Regions from separate parts of the Mus musculus genome. Here all the other regions are linked to region 1. The links are chromatin contacts, called in public Hi-C and HiChIP or PLAC-seq maps. All regions are on one chromosome and are shown on one strand. The core of a region is the stretch at or near the end of the contact, and the rest is flanking DNA. Distances in the headings are between cores, read along the strand shown.

The links. A called contact is a pair of places that touch in the nucleus more often than the background predicts. HiChIP or PLAC-seq counts read pairs in DNA pulled down with a chosen protein or histone mark.
Region 2: an H3K4me3 HiChIP or PLAC-seq map of craniofacial prominence shows a contact between it and region 1, with 5 times the contacts expected there. The contact joins the enhancer-like site here to the promoter of Pde3a in region 1. A contact is called at or near these places in 1 of 39 promoter capture datasets (liver), 2 of 484 Hi-C or Micro-C datasets (nephron progenitors and uterus), 7 of 115 datasets of contacts at active chromatin or transcription factors (craniofacial prominence, embryonic forebrain, embryonic limb bud and 3 more) and 1 of 9 other capture datasets (embryonic stem cells).
Region 3: a Hi-C map of uterus shows a contact between it and region 1, with 2.8 times the contacts expected there. The contact joins the enhancer-like site here to the promoter of Pde3a in region 1. A contact is called at or near these places in 12 of 39 promoter capture datasets (3T3-L1-derived adipocytes, cranial neural crest, embryonic stem cells and 6 more), 1 of 15 datasets of contacts at CTCF or cohesin (the NIH/3T3 cell line), 2 of 484 Hi-C or Micro-C datasets (nephron progenitors and uterus), 8 of 115 datasets of contacts at active chromatin or transcription factors (craniofacial prominence, embryonic basal ganglia, embryonic forebrain and 5 more) and 1 of 9 other capture datasets (liver).
Region 4: an H3K4me3 HiChIP or PLAC-seq map of craniofacial prominence shows a contact between it and region 1, with 4 times the contacts expected there. The contact joins the enhancer-like site here to the promoter of Pde3a in region 1. A contact is called at or near these places in 8 of 39 promoter capture datasets (cranial neural crest, embryonic stem cells, hippocampal neurons and 4 more), 1 of 484 Hi-C or Micro-C datasets (cochlea), 10 of 115 datasets of contacts at active chromatin or transcription factors (astrocytes, craniofacial prominence, embryonic basal ganglia and 7 more) and 4 of 9 other capture datasets (adipose tissue, embryonic stem cells, macrophages and 1 more).

Annotation. Positions count from the first base shown.
Region 1 is chr6:141,246,888-141,251,234 of GRCm38.p6, forward strand. Pde3a (phosphodiesterase 3A, cGMP inhibited) reads left to right here and starts at 2,382. Exons shown (of 16, transcript NM_018779.2): 1 at 2,382-3,656. The coding sequence starts at 2,703. Gm28523 (a long non-coding RNA gene) reads right to left here and starts at 3,768. Exons shown (of 2, transcript XR_378118.4): 1 at 2,290-3,768; 2 at 1-787.
Region 2 is chr6:140,855,128-140,859,474 of GRCm38.p6, forward strand. No RefSeq gene overlaps it. Among named protein-coding and RNA genes, the nearest start is that of Gm30524, 98 kb to the right of the region's middle. Within about 2 kb of position 2,319, at least 37 of the 459 cell types and tissues checked have an H3K27ac peak or open chromatin away from gene starts, as enhancers often do. A contact at or near this core is called in craniofacial prominence, nephron progenitors, neural tube and 1 more, where this site is marked.
Region 3 is chr6:140,895,174-140,899,520 of GRCm38.p6, forward strand. No RefSeq gene overlaps it. Among named protein-coding and RNA genes, the nearest start is that of Gm30524, 58 kb to the right of the region's middle. Within about 2 kb of position 2,193, at least 12 of the 459 cell types and tissues checked have an H3K27ac peak or open chromatin away from gene starts, as enhancers often do. A contact at or near this core is called in uterus, where this site is marked.
Region 4 is chr6:140,938,818-140,943,164 of GRCm38.p6, forward strand. No RefSeq gene overlaps it. Among named protein-coding and RNA genes, the nearest start is that of Gm30524, 15 kb to the right of the region's middle. Within about 2 kb of position 2,489, at least 2 of the 459 cell types and tissues checked have an H3K27ac peak or open chromatin away from gene starts, as enhancers often do. A contact at or near this core is called in craniofacial prominence, where this site is marked.

The DNA of each region.
Region 1 (4,347 bases), core at 1,132-3,631:
AACACACTTTAACCTGAAGCACCAAGATAATTGAGACAAACATCAGTTTATTATTATTTGGGAGAGACAAATGACACCCAGTCAGTCACTATTCAAGCTGAGCAAGAGTTGACACTTCTTATTCCAGCAACACTTTGATGTCATTTGAATATACTGAGCAGATCCGGAATTCTTTTGCATAGACTGCCAATGAAGTTAGCATCGTGGTTTTCTAAATGCCACATGGTCACTGTGGTATGTGATCATGAAATCATTAATAATGGAGGGATTTTGTTTGTTGTGGGTGTGTGTCACTAGCTGGGCTTCCTAGCTCTGCAGAGGAAGCTCAGCAAATAGTAGAATTTACCACACATAAACAGTAACTGTTGACTAAGGATACTTGTGCTCTGGAGTTGGGGAGAGGGATACACTTTCCCCCAGTGTTCCATTTGTCTTGCAGGCTGTCTTCTAACTCCCAACACTTTTCCTGTTTCAGCTTTCTAGATCCCGGGGTTATATGTCCTGGCACTCCCAGATAGACTTTTAAAATTACTTAAAAGTTTTCTTTCTGCCTGTCTGTCCTTTTGTTTGTTATGTGTGAATATGTGTGAGTACAGATACCTGTGGAGTCCAGATGAGGGCATCAGATCCCCTGGAACTAGAGTTAAATGCAGGTGGCTCTGTGCCACCAGATGTGGGTGCTGGGAACTCCTTGGGTTCTCTGAAAGAGCAGTAGGGGCTCTTGATTGCTGAGCCATCTCTCTATTCCTTTCTCATCTTTTTATTCTTCTCACTCTATATTTCCTGCCTGTATGAAAAACAAACAAACAAACAAACAAAAAAAAAACTGGCTTTGTGCACTAGGTAACTCTGAGATTCTTCCATAGACTAGAATAGGTAGAGGTAGAGAAACACTAAGAAAAGCATGTTTGGGCCTTCAAGATGTCTCAGTGGGTAGCAGGGAAGGTGTTTACCATTAAGCTTAAAGACCTTAGCTTAGTCCTCTGGGCCTTGGAAAGGAGAGAGCTGACTCCCTTGAGTTGTCTTGTGATCTCTCACACAGACTTACACAAATAATTAAAATGTAGCTTTAAAAGATGGGCGTGGCTTCTCTGTGGCAAACAGACCTTCCACCTGGAGCAGAGTGTGAATGAGCCTTTGAGATGGGTTTCCAGCTATCCTGAGGGAGGGCACACTCTCATGCCCAGGATCTTCTCCTGGTTAAAAGCTCAGACAGAAGTGCCATTTTTCAAGAACATGAGCTAGCATGCAAGCTTTCATCCCTCAGAGCCATCCACAAATCCCAGCATCAGGGCTGCCAGGACCACCCCCACCCACCCCCTCTCTTTAGCTGGTAGGACCCATCTCTAGAAATGGAGTAGTCCAGCCCTGAGCAATAACTGCCATGCTTGAGCCTAGGGAGTTCCTAGGGAGTTCCCTTAAAACCCAGCAAGAGGCAGAACTGTGGCCCCTGCAGAGGCCTCTCTTGGAGTTTTAAGCACTCAGTTCCACTGTTTTCTCCCTTGCAAAAACAGCAGCCACCATGCATCAAAAGGAAAGATGATTATTTAAAGAAAAACAAGAAAAGGGCCTCACTTTCTTCCTGTTCCTACCGGTTACTCACCAGCTCACGGATCTCCCTCCTCCTCTCTGATACTGCAGCCTCTCCTCACACTGTGTTCTTGGGTGAAACTTAGCAACTTCTGCAATAGGTCTCAGTTCTTCTCTCTCTCCTTCCTTCCTCTCTCCCTTCCTTCCTTCCTTCCTTCCTTCCTTCCTTCCTTCCTTTCCTCCCTCCCCCTCTCTTCTCTCTCTCTCTCTCTCTCTCTCTCTCTCTCTCTCTCTCTCTCTCTCTCTCTCTCTCTCTCTCCTTCCTTCCTTCCTTCCTTCTTCCCTTTCATCCTACTTTTTGTCATGAACTGGGTAGAGAGGCTGGAAGGCTCTGCTTCCTACCTCTGCAAAACAAGGGGTCTGCATCCTGGGGCATCGCCCAAGCTCGGGGTGGGGGTGGGGTGAGGTCCGCCAAGGAGAGCAAGCGGGCGAGAGAGAGGAGAGATAAAGAGGAAAATTGGGAGAGGTAAAGAAAGAAAGGGGGAGGGGGAAAAAGGGGAGGAGGGAGAGGGAAGAGTCGGAGGGAGTGGGGAGACGGAGGGGGAGGGAGGGAGGGAGGGAGAGAGAGGGGAGAGAGAGAGAGAGAGAGAGAGAGAGAGAGAGAGAGAGAGAGAGAGAGAGAGAGAGAGAATGAATAAGAGAATATGCTGCGGGGGGGGGGGGAGTGAGGGAAGGGGGAAGGGGAGGTCAGACACCTACCGTCCCTGAACGCCCAAGGATGGCCTGAGCTCGCCCAGTGCCCCAGCCTGCCTCAGCATCAGCGGTCCCTGAGCACTCAGTGAGTTGAGCAAGTGTTAAAATCCCGAAGTAGGAAGAGACCCCGCAGGGTATAAACTCTGGCTGAGGGTGGAGCGGAGGACTTTTAAGAGAGAAAGGAAAGGAGAGAGGGAGAGGGAGAGGGAGAGAGAGAGAGAGAAAGAGAAAAGGAGAGGAGTGGGGGTTGAAAATTCCAAGGCTGATCCTGCTAGCTGCCAACTTGAAGTCTTCAGCTCGCACTCTTGAGTTCTCTGCAAGGCTGAAACTTCGCGTAGATCCGGAAGAAGTGATTCCGAGAGTGGGCTCGAGAAGAGCGCGGACGCGCGAGTGGGACGGGTGGGGGTTGTCCGCAGAGCATGGCAGTGCGGGGCGAGGCCGCCCAAGACCTAGCCAAGCCGGGCCTCGGAGGGGCGAGTCCCGCCCGTGTGGCAAGAGGGAACCACCGCCATCGTGGCGAGTCCTCTCCATCCCCTCGGGGCTCCGGCTGTTGTTGGAGAGCCCTGGCGCTGCAGCCGCTCCGGCGCTCGCCTCAACTCTCCTCGGCGCTGTGCGCGGGCTCCCTGTCCGTGCTGCTGGCGCTGCTGGTGAGGCTGGTCGGCGGGGAGGTCGGAGGCGAGCTGGAGAAGAGTCAGGAGGCGGCGGCCGAGGAGGAGGAGGAGGAAGGAGCCCGAGGGGGCGTCTTCCCGGGCCCTCGGGGAGGTGCTCCCGGGGGCGGCGCGCAGCTCAGCCCTTGGCTGCAGCCGGCCGCGCTGCTCTTCAGTCTCCTGTGCGCCTTCTTCTGGATGGGCTTGTGCCTGCTGCGCGCCGGGGTGCGCCTGCCTCTGGCCGTCGCGCTGTTGGCCGCCTGCTGCGCCGGGGAAGCGCTGGTGCAGCTCTCCTTGGGCGTGGGGGACGGTCGCCTGCTGTCGCTGCCCGCCGCGGGGGTCCTGCTCAGCTGCCTAGGTGGCGCGACATGGCTGGTGCTGAGGCTGAGGCTGGGCGTCCTCATGGTCGCCTGGACTAGCGTGCTTAGGACGGTGGCCCTGGTTTCTCTGGAGAGGTTCAAGGTCGCCTGGAGACCTTACCTGGCATACTTGGCGGCCGTGCTTGGGCTGCTGCTGGCCAGGTACGCCGAGCAGATCCTGCCGCAGTGCTCCGGGCCGGCTCCGCCCAGGGAGCGGTTTGGGTCCCAGTTGAGCGCGAGGACCAAGGAAGAGATTCCGGGGTGGAAGAGGAGGAGGCGGTCCAGCTCGGTGGTGGCCGGCGAGATGTCCGGCTGCAGTGGCAAGTCTCACCGGAGGACCTCCCTGCCCTGCATACCCAGGGAGCAGGTAAGCTGGGGCTGCGCCTTTGGGGTTGCTCCTGGGAAACTTGAAACAGTCAAAGTGCAGGGAGTGGGGCGCAAGCGGCCGGGAAGCCAGCCTGCCAAACAGTAAAACTTTACACTGTACTAAGAAAGATTTCTTTTTTCTTTTTCTTTTTTGCCCGTTCTCTGTCCCTTGGAGTAGTTTACAGCCAGAACAACAGAAAACAGGAAAAAGTAAAAAACAGAGTGGCCTTACCCAGACTTCCACAGCTGGGCCCTGTTTTCAAATCTCCTACACCTGGTTTTTGAGTCCCTGCGTTTCTTGAAGCATTTCTGCCCTCCCTGAATTTTTGGAAGTTATTTATTTATTGCAAGTGGCTTTCAGCACGTGCGTCTTCTATATTTCTGTGTCTTTAAAGAGATAATAATTTTTTTTTCTTATCAAGTGCCAGGTAAACAGTTACAAAAACTAGTAAGGAAGTTTCAGTAGCCAGGCAGGCATCCTGGATGGTCAGAGGCTGGACTCGCACTCCTGTTTTCGCAGTGACTCTTGTTTAGAGGCACAGCATCAGATGGCAGCCAGTCTGCTTTTAGATATACTTTAGTTGCTACACAGCACTGTGTTGAACTCTGAACTGAGGCTTTACACTTTAGGGCTATGTGTGAACTTTAGAATGGCACAGAATTGGGCGCAATGCTTTTATTGTTCATTCAGA
Region 2 (4,347 bases), core at 1,069-3,568, 390 kb before region 1:
GTGTTAGTTACATGGTTTCTATGGCCATGACCTTTGCAACTCTTACAAAGGAAAACATTTAATTGGGGCTGGCTTACAGGTTCAGAGGTTTAGTCCATTATCATCATGGTGTGAAGCACGGCATCCTGCAGGCAGACATAGTGCTGGAAAAGGAGCTGGGAGTTCTTGGTTCAGATTGGCAGGCAGTGGGAAGAGAACTGGTTCCCCTAGTGACACACCACCTCCAACAACCCACACCTACCCTAGTAAGGTTGCAATTCCTAATAGTGCCACTCCCTATGGACCTACAGGGACCATTTTTATTCAAACCATTACACCAGGACAGCAGTCAAATTAGATCAGGGTTCACCCAAACAAAAACATTTTTTCCTGAATGACCTGACTTTCCCTTCAAACGCAGTCACATCCTAGGAGAATCTGGGATAAGAGCCCAGCATATGAATGTTTTTGGACAGGGCACAATTTAGCCTATAGCTCTTTGTTTCAAAAGATGTTAAGCCATCTTTGGCTAGTCTGTTCATGGTAGCTCATTTGAAAACATTCTTGTATTCCTGCTGCTGCTGCTAATTAACCTGCATTTTAAAAATTTAGTTCAGGCATCGAGGTAAAGTGCACCAAAACATTTCATTTCAGCAAGTGAAAACAAAAGACTAACTCAGGTTGGGGCGTTGTGAGAGATTTCTTCTTTATTTCAGAGAAGTTACTAATTCTCCAAGGAAAACACGAGCTTTATTTAGGGTTACCCCAGCATTCAGAACAGTGTATAGCATCTCTTTGCTTTGTGTCCTGAGTTCTTTTGCTGGGGAAGAAGTAAAGTTGATCAAAATCTGTTTGGGACAAAAGTCACACTTTAAGACTGTGGTAGGAGAGGGTCAAGATAGAAGAGGAGATACTTTGAAAGGTAATTTAAAATTAATTCGCTTTTCTGGTGGTACTTGTAAACACGTGCTGAGCAGATCTTTTCCAATGAGTGGTCTCTCCAGTCCTGATACATGGCTTTGGAAAAAGATTCAATCACCAATCCTTTTTTTGCTCCGGGGGTAAGGGTGGGGGTGGGGGATGAGGTGGGGTGGGGGTGTTAGTATTTTAATATGTGTTTACATTTTCCATTTCTGCTGTTGAATGACAAACCTAGACCAAAAGGATCCTTTGTATGAGGACTGGCAACAGACAGAAATTAAATCTGTCCTTCCTGTGTTAGATAAAGTCCATAGTTAGGGAAGACAGACACTGCTTCTAAAATGATGGGAAGCAGTTTTAGGAGAGCCACATTTACAAAGGCAACGTTTTCATTAGCCAGCTCATAACTTGAAAGCAACAGTCCTTGCCTAACCTTCTGTGTTTCTCAGCCACCTCTCACCCTTCTCCCCTCCTCCGCTCCCATTTCAAAGCTACCCCTTTGTCCTGCCTTTACCCCTGTATCCTTGAAGCGGTCCTGACAGTTTAAGACGCTGTTTAGGGAGGATATAGTTGATCCAGTGCAGGTGTTCCTATTGCTACATTCAGGAAATGGAACCTAAATAGAGAAAGCCGTGGGTCATTTTTTTTCCGCCTGCTTAGCAGAGCTCTGGCTGATTCCTCTCCCCTTCTGGGTTAAAGCTAGAGAATGTCCTGTGATTCCCCAGGCCTGGGGAACAGGGTTTGATTGAAAACAGCAATGACTCCCCCCCTCTGCACAGGAAGAGAGGAACTCAGGATGATTTTCTATCGGAAATGTGAACCCTCGACCTAAACCAACAGGAGCCGCACCTCCAGTGTCTGAGGTTACAACATTGTCATATTATTTACAATTGGAACAGACAGAGCCATTAACCACGCTCCGAGCCTTGCGGCTGCAAAATTCCACCCTTTCTATCCAGTTCTCTTGTTTTCTGTTTGTTGCATCCTGTGAGGGTGGCTGATGGTGCCCTGTGGCAGGGAAGACCGCTCCTGCCATCTCTGTTTCCGAGCCCGACAGGAGGGGATATTTCTCCCTCCCTCCCTCCACCCCGCCCCCTTCCCGTGGTTTGGCTTTGGGACTCGATTTTCCAACAGATCCAAGACGTTCAGATGAGATGTTCTTTCCTGTCAAAATAGGATCCTGAAACCTTTTGAGGTTTCTCAAGGACTTGTCTCCATAAGCTGAAAAGTCTGTTCTCTTTCTTCGCTGCTGCCAGAAAAGTAATTAGGCCATTTTTCTAATTATAGTAATCTTCCCCAAATGGCATATAACTTCAAATCCAAACGCCATGTAAATTGGCCAACAGTATTCTGCCGCCAAACACTCCACCAAGACAGCTCGGACGTAGGAGTTTTACTTTGTGTGAAGGCGAAATGTGTTCTCCGTCCCAGTTACAACCGTGCTTCCCCACCCGCAGCATCTTGCCTAAGAGGCGCCAACTGAAGAGCAGGGATTGAAGTTGCTCTTGTCAGTGGCGTTTTGTGTAGAGTTGCTGTCTGGCAGATGAGTTAGATTCCTTTTGGAACACATGCTTCTTTTCAGCAAGGCGGAACGAGATTAAATTGCCCTGCTCTTGTTACACCAGCTTAGCAGATGGTCAGAAGGAGGTTCGCTGTGTCGCATAGCACAGAACCCTTTCCTCCCCCAAGAATAACCTTCTTGTAATTGGCCCTCTCTATTATGCTAACCCAGAGGAAATTAGGTCCTGCTGGTAGGTTTTGTGGGCAGGTAAATTGCCACTTTTGCATGTTCCATTTGTTAAAAAAAAAAAAAAAAAAAAAGAAAGAAAGAAAAGAAAGAAAGAAAGAGAGAAAAAACACCTCCAAATAACGCACCCTTTAGAAGTTTGATTTTTCTTGTTCACCCTTTCGGGAAGGGGGTCTGGACTGAAAGGACATTATGCTGAGTGTGTAGAAAACGAGATATTGAAGTGATAATGACTCAGGGTGGTTTCCCACCTGAAGGATGGGGTGAAGAGTTCTACTTCTTGTTCTTCTTCCTCCTCTTGTTGTTGTTGTTGTTGTTGTTGTTGTTGTTGTTGTTGTTGTTGTTGTTGTTCTTCTTCTTCTTCTTCTTCTTCTTCTTCTTCTTCTTCTTCTTCTTCTTCTTCTTCTTCTTTTCTTCTTCTTCTCCTTCTCCTTCTCCTTCTCCTTCTCCTTCTCCTTCTCCTTCTCCTTCTCCTTCTCCTTCTCCTTCTCCTTCTCCTTCTCCTTCTCCTTCTCCTCCTCCTCCTCCTCCTCCTCCTCCTCCTCCTCCTCCTCCTCCTCCTCCTCCTCCTCCTCCTCCTCCTCCTTCTCCTTCTCCTTCTCCTTCTTCTTCTTCCCCCCCTTCCCCTCTGGTCTTCTTCTCCTCTTCCTCTTCCTCCTCCTCCTCCTCCCTCTCCTTCTTCAGAATGGGCTCTAAACTGCACATTTGGTATAGGATAAAAGTCATGAGGCAATATCTTAATCCCCATTGTATATGGATATTAGACAATATTGGAATGAACTCTGGCCCCTTCTTTTATTATTATTTTTTTAATTTAAGTCATCAAAATAATTTGTAATAGTTAAATGCCTCTTAAATATACACAATATCTTCTGAAGCTAAGTAATAGGCACTCAACCAGTTTTTAAAATCTATTTGGAACATTAAACACGACAGAAGTAGAAAAGAATTCTTATGAACTCCTTTATCAAAGGAAATTGTGACAAATTCCTGCTTAGACAGAAACGGTTTTATCTCCAAGGAAGAATTCGCAGCGTAACTGTGGCTTCATAGAATGGATTGGGAAGTGTTCCTTCTGTTTCTATTTTGTGGAATAGTTTGAAGAATTAGTTCTTCTTTGAAGGTCTGATAGAATTCTGGACTAAACTCACCTGGTCCTGGGTTTTTTTTGTTTGTTTTTTTTGTTTTTTTTTGTTTTTTTTTTTGTTTTTTGGGTGGGAGGCTATTAATGACTGCTTCTATTTCTTTAGGGTTATGGGACTGTTTAGATGGTTTATCTGATCCCGAGTTAACTTTGGTATTTGGTATCTGTCTAGGAAATTGTTCATTTCATCTAGATTTTCCAGTTTTGTGAGATATAGGCTTTTGTAGTAGGATCTGATGATTTTTTAAATTTCCTCAGTTTCTGTTGTTATGTCTCCCTTCTCATTTGTGATTTTGTTAATTTGGATACTGTCTCAGTGCCCTCTAGTTAGTCTGGCTTAGGGTTTATCTATCTTGCTGATTTTTGCAAAGAACCAGCTCCTGGTTTTGTTGCTTCTTTTTTTTATTGAATATTTTCTTTATTTACTTTTCAAATGTTATTCCCTTTCCCCGTTTCTCCCACTCCCAGAAACCCCCTTTCCTATCCTCCCTCCCCCTGCTTCTATGAGGGTGTTCCTCCACCCACCCACCCACCCACCCACCCACTCCTGCCTCCC
Region 3 (4,347 bases), core at 943-3,442, 350 kb before region 1:
TTAAGCTCATTGGTAGTAAATTCATTAGTAGACTTTAATGCTGGTGGAATTTGTAGGACATATTCATTACAGCAGAATGGGGTAAAGATAACTGAGTGTTCTTTCCTTTCTTCTCTTACCGAGTAATTGTTTACACATTTTGGACAAAGTCTCACACTGAAGCTCAGGGTGACCTCAAATTCTAATCATTCTGTCTTAGCCTCTCAAACACTGGGAGTTCACGTGCACACCACTATGCTAGATTGAAATTAAAAATTGTTACTATAATTTTTGTGTATGTGTGCATGTACATTTTTGCGTGCATGTGTTTACAGGACACATACTCTGTCTTTGTCTGGGTGTTTGTAGGCAAGAGGTCGTCTTGAGGGGCCCTGCCCCTCCCCAGGAGACTTCCAGCTTGTTTGTAGGCCAGGGCTTTCACTGACAGGAAGCTTTCTGGTTAGGCTGGCTGGCCAGTGAGCCCCAGGGATCTCTGCCATGCCCCACCTTTCCATGTTTGCAATTACACACATGTGCCAGCAAGCCTGGCCATTTCTTCTGTGGATTCTGGGGTTGAACTCAGGTCTTCATGCTTGCACAGGATGTACCCCACCCATGGAGTTGGCTCCCCACTCCTCAGTGTTGTACCTTAAGCCACTCTCTTTATACCTGCTTCAGGCAATTTGCCTTGACTCCCCCAGGTACTGATGAGGGCAGCACTACGAGAACAGTGATCAGGAACATAGACCCCGTGCTTGCGCTCTGTGTAATAAGATGGACCTAGAATCCAGATCCCGTTCCAAGGTTTTCTCCTTTCAGAGTGGAGCCACGCAGACCCCCACTGTCTCCTGTATTTGTTGAGTCACTGTGTTGTTTTGATAGCACAGGACTTGACAGAATGAGGTAGGAATTTTATGATCACAAGTCTTCAGTGTGGCATCCTCAGTCACTGGATGTTATTGTCGCAGATTTATACCCTAACCCCCTTGATGCAATTACCCTATTGCAGACTTCAGTACAACCAAGAAAAAGTCACTTCCCTTGGGCCATTACTTTAAAATATATCACACTCTGGCCTTCCTTCTTGTTAAGCTTCATATGGTCTGTGAGTTGTATTGTGGGTATGTGGAGCTTTTTGGCTAATATCCACTTACCAGTGAGTGCATACCATGTATGTCCCTTTGGGTCTGGAAATAACATCCTCACTCAGGATGTTATTTTCTAGTTCCACCCACTTGTCTGCAAAATTTGTGATGTCTTCATTTTTATAGATGAGTAATATTCCATTGTGTAAATGTATCACATTTTCTCTATCTGTGGCTCGTGCTACATATGACTGCCTTATCTAGCCCCAGTGGGAGGGGATGTGCTTGGCCCTGTGGAAGTTTGATGCTCCAGAGAAGGGGAATGCTAGAGGAGTGAGGAGGGAGTGGGTAAGCACCCTCTTATAGGCAAAGGGAAGGGGGCATGGGGTTAGGGGTCTCATGGAGGAGGGACTGGGAAGGGGTACAACATTTGAAATGCAAATAAATAAAATAATTACTAAAAATATATATACAACAACAGAAGAACTCACAACTAAAATCTTTGCAGTTTAAGTTCTTATTTTATGTATATGGTTATTTTGCTTGCATACATGTCTGTGTACTATTGTACATCTATGGTCCTGTGCACCATGTAGATGCCTGGTGCCCTCAGAAGCCAGTAAGGGGGTGGGGTGTCAGCTTCCCTGGAACTGGAGTTACAGACAGCTGTGAGTTGCCATGTGGATGCTAGAACTTGAACCCAGGTCCTCTCGAAGAGCAGTCAGTGCTTTTAACCACCGAGCCCTCTCTCCACCCCCTGGGCATTTATTAATGGGGCAGGTTTAGTTAATTGTACAGATTGACCTTCAGAAATAATGCTTATAAATTTGAGGGTAAAGTTTCAGTACGAATCTAACAAATGTGCCTAAGGATAACCCAATTGAATTTTAATGCAGAAGCCACGGAGGAAACTGTTACTCCTTGCAAAACTATGTGCCCGGGCTGCTTCTGAATCCCTATGTTGATGGCTGTCTTAGGAAGCCTGGAGGAATTCCCATGAGTTTGCCTGTTGTTATTCCAAGTCTGCTTCTTGGGAAAGCATGCCAGCAAGAGGACACTGGGGAAGACAGCCAGGCGGGGCTGCAAACCTGGTATGTTTGAATGTTGCTACGGCAGACATGCAAATAAACAACAAGGAACTGCAGGGGGAAACATTTATCCTCTGACGGAGAAATAATCGACCCCAGTAGGACACAGTAGGAGGTGCCATAACTCAGCCCGACCGGGAGCAAGGAGTCCCTGGGCTTATGTATGTCATGGCCTCCTCCTCTTCCATTTATAGATGAAGAAATGCCGAATGAGAGAAATTAAGTGGTGTGTGCAGTTCGGTAGTGGCAGGTTTAGGATGGAGGCCAACTTTCCTCGCTCATCACTGCAGCCTGATTTCTTCTGTACCAAGGCTGAAAGGGCAGAAAAAGTTTTGGAAACTATTTGTTCTTTTTTTTTTTTTTTCTTGCTCTTTGTCCTGTTTCCTTATGCAAAATGCCAGCACACACCTTGGTGGTGAGGGGATGGGAGGAGCTATTGGTAATGCTGAAACAAGCCTTCCATGTGGTTGGCAGAAACTTGAATTTTCCCTCTTTCTGTTTCCCAGGCTACCCATGTTTCCTGGCAAATGTTGTCCCAGGAAGCTTTGGGGTGATTCTGGATTTTAAAGCACACACTTTCTCTAAGTGTTCTACGCTACTGCCCCAGTTGCATCTTGGCTTCATATATCAACCTATTTCCCCCAAAGTTTGACTAATAGTGGAGATTTCTATGTTCCTGTCAGGTTGAAGACTTCTGGGTGTATAGTTAGCCTAACACAGGTCCTCTCATATATTACATCCCAACTATAGTTCCTCTCCCACCCCCTCTACGAGTCTCACGCCCTCCTCCTCAACCTCCCCTTCCTCCTGGATTCACCCTCTTCACTTCTCCTCAGAAAAGAGCATGTCTTTTAGGATCATACCACGTAACAAGCTACAATAAGGCTAGGCACATACCATCACATCAAGGCTGGATGAGGCAACCCAATCAAAGAAAAAGGGTCCCAAAGGTAGGGTGTAAGGGTGAGCAACAGCCCTCGCTTCCACTGTTAGGAATCTCACAAGAGCACTGGCTAAACAACCATAACATATATGTAGAGGACCTAGGTTAGATTCATACAGCTTCCCTGATCTCTATGAGCCAGCTCGAGTCCTGGTCAGTTGCTTCTGGGGGCCATGTTCTTGTGGTGTCCTTGACCTTTCTGACTCCTCCAACTCTCCCTCTTTCACAGGTCTCCCACAGTTCCACCTGATATTTGCCTGTGGGACTCTGCGATGCTCCCATCAATTGCTAGATGAAGTCTCTCTGATGACGACTATGCTAGACTCCTTTCCCCGCACATCCTGCAGGCATGATACACTTTAGGTTGGAGGTTTTGTGACTGTGTTGGTGTTCCAGTCCTTCCACTTGAGGCCTTGCTTGGTTACAGAGGATAGCCAGTTCAGGCTCCGAATCCCCTATTACTAGGAGTCTTCACTAATGTCACCCTCGTAGACTCCAGGGGATTTCCATTGCAACAGGCAGAACGCCAATTTTGTGGACTCAAGACAAGGTCAGTTACAGAGTTTCCTTCCCTCATGGAGGGAGGTCCTGTGTAGAGGAGTGGGCCCAGTGAAAGTGTGCAGAGGAACACAGAGCTACTTATGAACTCCTGCTTGGAGGACCCTACCATGTAGAATCATTTCAGCCCTCCAGTCAGCTTGCTGTAGAAAGACTTGAGGCTATCTCACAGTCCTTTGTTAAACCACTAAGTATGTGTTTGGCTATAGGCACTGATCTTGGTATCATATGTATATCTCTCTCTCCCTTTCCCCCTCCCTCCCTTCCTCTCTTTATGTGTCTGCCTGTCTGTGTTGTGTGTAATATTAAAAAACAATCTACGCTATTGCTGGCTAGGCACCAGTTAGTAGTCTAGGTCTTTTTTCCCAGCCTGGTATCGAGCCCGAGACCGCATGTTTCCCCTTGCCAAGGCCTCTCCAGATCTCTGAGATAGCTCTATCCTCCCTGCGGCTGGCTGCTGCCAAACCCGCTCAGAACTCCCAAATTTCCACAGCTAGCTGGGGCGCACTCTCGCAAACCCACGCTCTGCCCTGGTTACCTTTCCCTGGAGCTCAGTTGAATCTCAGCGAGATGGAAAACACCAGCCATTCTCAGCTTAGAATCAAGAGATAACACAATCGCTAGGAGTGGAATCCAGCATCCTAAATTTACCAACTATTCTATGTTAGAAAGCAGATTGTGGTGGGTTCTGCCA
Region 4 (4,347 bases), core at 1,239-3,738, 310 kb before region 1:
ATCACTTCCCATGATCATGAGAGAGGACTTTAAGAAGGACATAAATAACTCCCTTAAAGAAGAACACAGGTAAACAGTTAGAAGCCCTTAAAGAGGAAGCACAAAAATACCTTAAAGAATTATAGGAAAACACAATCAAACAGGTGAAGGAAATGAACAAAAGCATCCAGGATCTAAAAATGGAAATAGAAACAATAAAGAAATCACAAAGAGAGACAACCCTGGAGTTAGAAAACCTAGGAAAGAGATCAGGAGTCATAGATGTAGCATCACCACCAGAATACAAGAGATAGAAGAGAGCATCTCGGGGGCAGAAGATACCATAGAAAACATTGACACAACAGTCAAAGAAAATGCAAAATGCAAAAAGCTCCAAACAGAAAACATTCAGGAAATCCAGAACACAATGAGAAGACCAAACCTAAGGATAATAGATATAGAAAAGGGCAAAGATTCTCAACTAAAGGGGCCAGTAAATATCTTCAACAAAATTATAGAAGAAAATTTCCCTAATCTAAAGAAAGAGATGCCTATGAACATACAAGAAGCCTACAGAACCCCAAATAGACTGGACCAGAAAAGAAATTCCTCCTGGCACATAATAATCAAAACATCAAATGCATTAAACAAAGAAAGAATATTAAAAGCAGCAAGGGAAAAAGGTCAAGTAACATATAAAGGCAGACCTATCAGAATTACACCAGACTTCTCACCAGAGACTATGAAAGCTAGAAGATCCTGGGAAAATGTCATACAGACCCTAAGAGAACACAAATGCTAGCCCAGGCTACTATACCCAGCAAAACTCTCAATTACTGTAGACGGAGAAAACAAAACATTCCATGGCAAAACCAAATTTACACAATATCTTTCCATAAATCCAGCCCTACAAAGGGTAGATGGAAAACACCAACACAAAGATGGAAACTACACTCTAGAAAAAGTAAGAAAGTAATCTTTCAACAAACCCCAAAAAAGATAGCCACACAAACATAATCCTACCTCTAACAACAAAAAAAATAACAGGAGGTAACAATCATTTTTCCTTAATATCTCTTAACGTCAATGGACCCAATTCCCCAATAAAAAGACATAGACTAAGAGACTGGATACAAAAACAGGACCCAGTATTTTGTTGCATACAGGGAATGCACCTCAGTGTCAAAGACAGATACTACCTCAGAGTAAAGGGCTGGAAAACCATTTTTCCAAGCAAATGGTCCCAAGAAACAAGTTGGAGTAGCCATTGTAATAGTGAATAAAATCAACTTTCAACCAAAAGATATCAAAAAGGTTAAAGAAGGACACTTCATACTCATCAAAGGAAAAATCTACCATGAATAACTCTCAATTCTGAACATCTATGTTCTAAATGCAAGAGCACCCATGTTCACAAAAGAAACTTTACTAAAGCTCAAAGCACACATTGCACCCCACACAATAATAGTGGGAGACTTCAACACCCCACTCTCAGCAGTGGACAGAAGATTGATATGATCCCACGCACCCTATCAGATCACTATGGACTAAGGCTGGTCTTCAATACCAACAAAAACAACGGAAAGCCCACATACACAAGGAAGCTGAACAATGCTCTACTCAATGATAACTTGGTCAAGGAAGAAATAAAGAAAAAAAATTAAAGGCTTTTAGAACTTACTGAAAAAGAAAGCACAACATACCCAAACTTATGGGACACAATGAAAGCAGTGCTAAGAGGAAAACTCATAGCTCTGAGTGCCTCCAAAAAGAAAATGGAGAAAGCATAAACTAGCAGCTTGACAGCACACCTGAAAGCTCTAGAACAAAAAGAAGCAAATATACCCAAGAGGAGTGGATGGCAGGAAATAATCAAACTCAGGGGCGAAATTAACCAAATAGAAACAAAAAGAACTGTACAAAGAATCAACAAAACCAGGAGCTGGTTTTTTGAGAAAATCAACAAGATAGATAGACCCCTAGCCAGCCTAACCAGGGGGAACAGAGACAGTATCCAAACTCATAAAATCAGAAATGAAATGGGAGACATAACAATGAACTATATCTTAAAATAATCATTCTGTTTGAAAATATTAAAATCATGTACTACAATAAGAACAAAGACTCCTGATAAGCTGGTCATGCCCACATTCTAACTGGATATATATAATTTCTGATATTGGTGTGTGGGAACATGGGAAGAATAATTAGAGTATGTGGAAAGTATGAAAATACATTGTACTCATGCATAAGATTCTAAAACAGAAGCAATAAAAATAACAAAACCCAGCTACAACAACAACTGGACTTGTAAAATTTGTTCTCAGCAGTAGAGAGTAGAAAAATGTCTAAGTATTTCATGTAGTTAATGTACTTACTTGGTTCAACTGTGATCTGTAGTACTTTATTAATTCCTAAAACTTTCAAATACTTGACATTGTAGACAGTTCTTCTCTATGTACATTCAAGCATTTCCACATGCTTAGCCTCTTGAAGTCAGAAGGAACCATGTGGCTCAAATATGTTCCATTTCCAGATGGGAATGTAGGAGAATTACAGACTATGGAGGATCCTGACTCTTAATCAGATATATTTGCCAGTGAATGAAAATGAGAAGCAGATTTTCAGAAATGTGTTACAATTTTCCATCATTTCCCAGTGATTGGCCACCCTCCTCCAGGTCAGTCATCATTCCTCTCAATGACTGATGCAGAAGAAAAATTCTATGTTCCAATAGATGCTTAGTGCAGCTTTCTCTCAGAAGGAGGGATGTGCTTGTTACATGGTTGTGTGTGTGTGTGTGTGTGTGTGTGTGTGTGTGTGTGTGTGTTCATACAGGAATGGATCAAAAATTTCATGTCAGTGGGAAGTATCTAGGCCCCTTGCTGAAATTTCAGACTTGTAGATTATGTTCCCAAAGCACTGGGATGGACACCATAGGTGATTTTATTGGAGAGCAATGCTAAGTCACACATTTAGGAAAAAAATTGTCTAATGGCGTAGTGAAAAAAAATACAATAGTTTCGAATGAAAAGAAGGATTACTCGACTGTGCACAGAAAAAAATGCTAGGGCCTCAAAACGAAGACATTAATAAATGCTTCCTCTGGAGGTGTCACATGTGAGCTACATTTGCCATCAGTAGCTCTGGTGGAAGAGAAGAGTCCCAGTTCACACACTGTAGAGCTGTTTAGTGAAAACAGACTAACTCCAGGGGCTCTTACAAGCTTGGTAGACTGTGCCCTTTCAGAAGACTCTTACTCCTTCTTGATCCAGACTGTGATTACCTTAAAAATTATAGATATTTTTCATGTGTAGTACTACCCACGTCAAACTTAAATACAATGACTTAGGTTGACTGATGAATTTATTTGCCCATATTTTGAGTTATTGCTTCATTATGCAAACTTATGCAAAATAAAGCAAACCCATATTTTTGAGCCAAGAATACTGTTCTCTTTCTAAAAAGAGTTAAAAGAGCAAACAAAATCAGGTTGAAGAGAAGGAGCATTAGGGAAACATGAGGATGACATCTGTTGTCCTTCTGGGGCAGTGCCTCTGAGGACTCCAGAGACATTGTGGGGTGCTGGGTATGGAGACATAACCTGCAAGATCAAAGCAATATTCTGTGCCTTCATCAGTGCTTAATAAGCATGCAGAGTTGAGGAATGAAGGGTTTCATATTGGCTGAGGATCAATGTCTTGATGTTCTGAACTCACTCTGAGGAGTAAAGGCAGGAAGAAAGAATTAATGAGCATATTTTCATACTGAACAACTTACCAGGGAACTTTATACATCTGTCCCTGAGTTTGGGGAAAAAGAGACCAGAGAAGGAGTTCTCTCTTCTTTATTTCTACACTTTCTGTTCTGAGTACTATATATTTATAAATTTCATCTGTAAAACTGGCTTTTGAGTCTATGCCATGTCATTTTAAGGAATGTAAGTTTCCAATTGAATCACATTCTACCTACGATATTCAAGCTGTAACCAATCTTGACTCAAAATAGCTCCCAGTTGCTGACCCTGCTCCTCATATAATATCAGAGTCAGAGACAGTAGCACTTATGACTTATGTATAGTATACATGTCCACACATTAGTTAATTTATTAGATGCCTACAACAGCCCTAATTCTGTAGTGTGTGTGTGTGTGGTGCGTGTGTGCCTCAACCACTCTCCATATTCTTTTTGAGGCAGGTCTCCCACCAAATCTAGAGATCTTTGATTTGGCTTGGTTGATTGACTAGCAAAGTCTCATTGATCCTCCTGTCTCTGGTTTCATAACTCTGGCTAGGATTTTTTTTTTCTCATAGGCACTGGGATTAAACTCAGGTTCTCACATTTGTGTGGCAAGCACTTTACCATCTG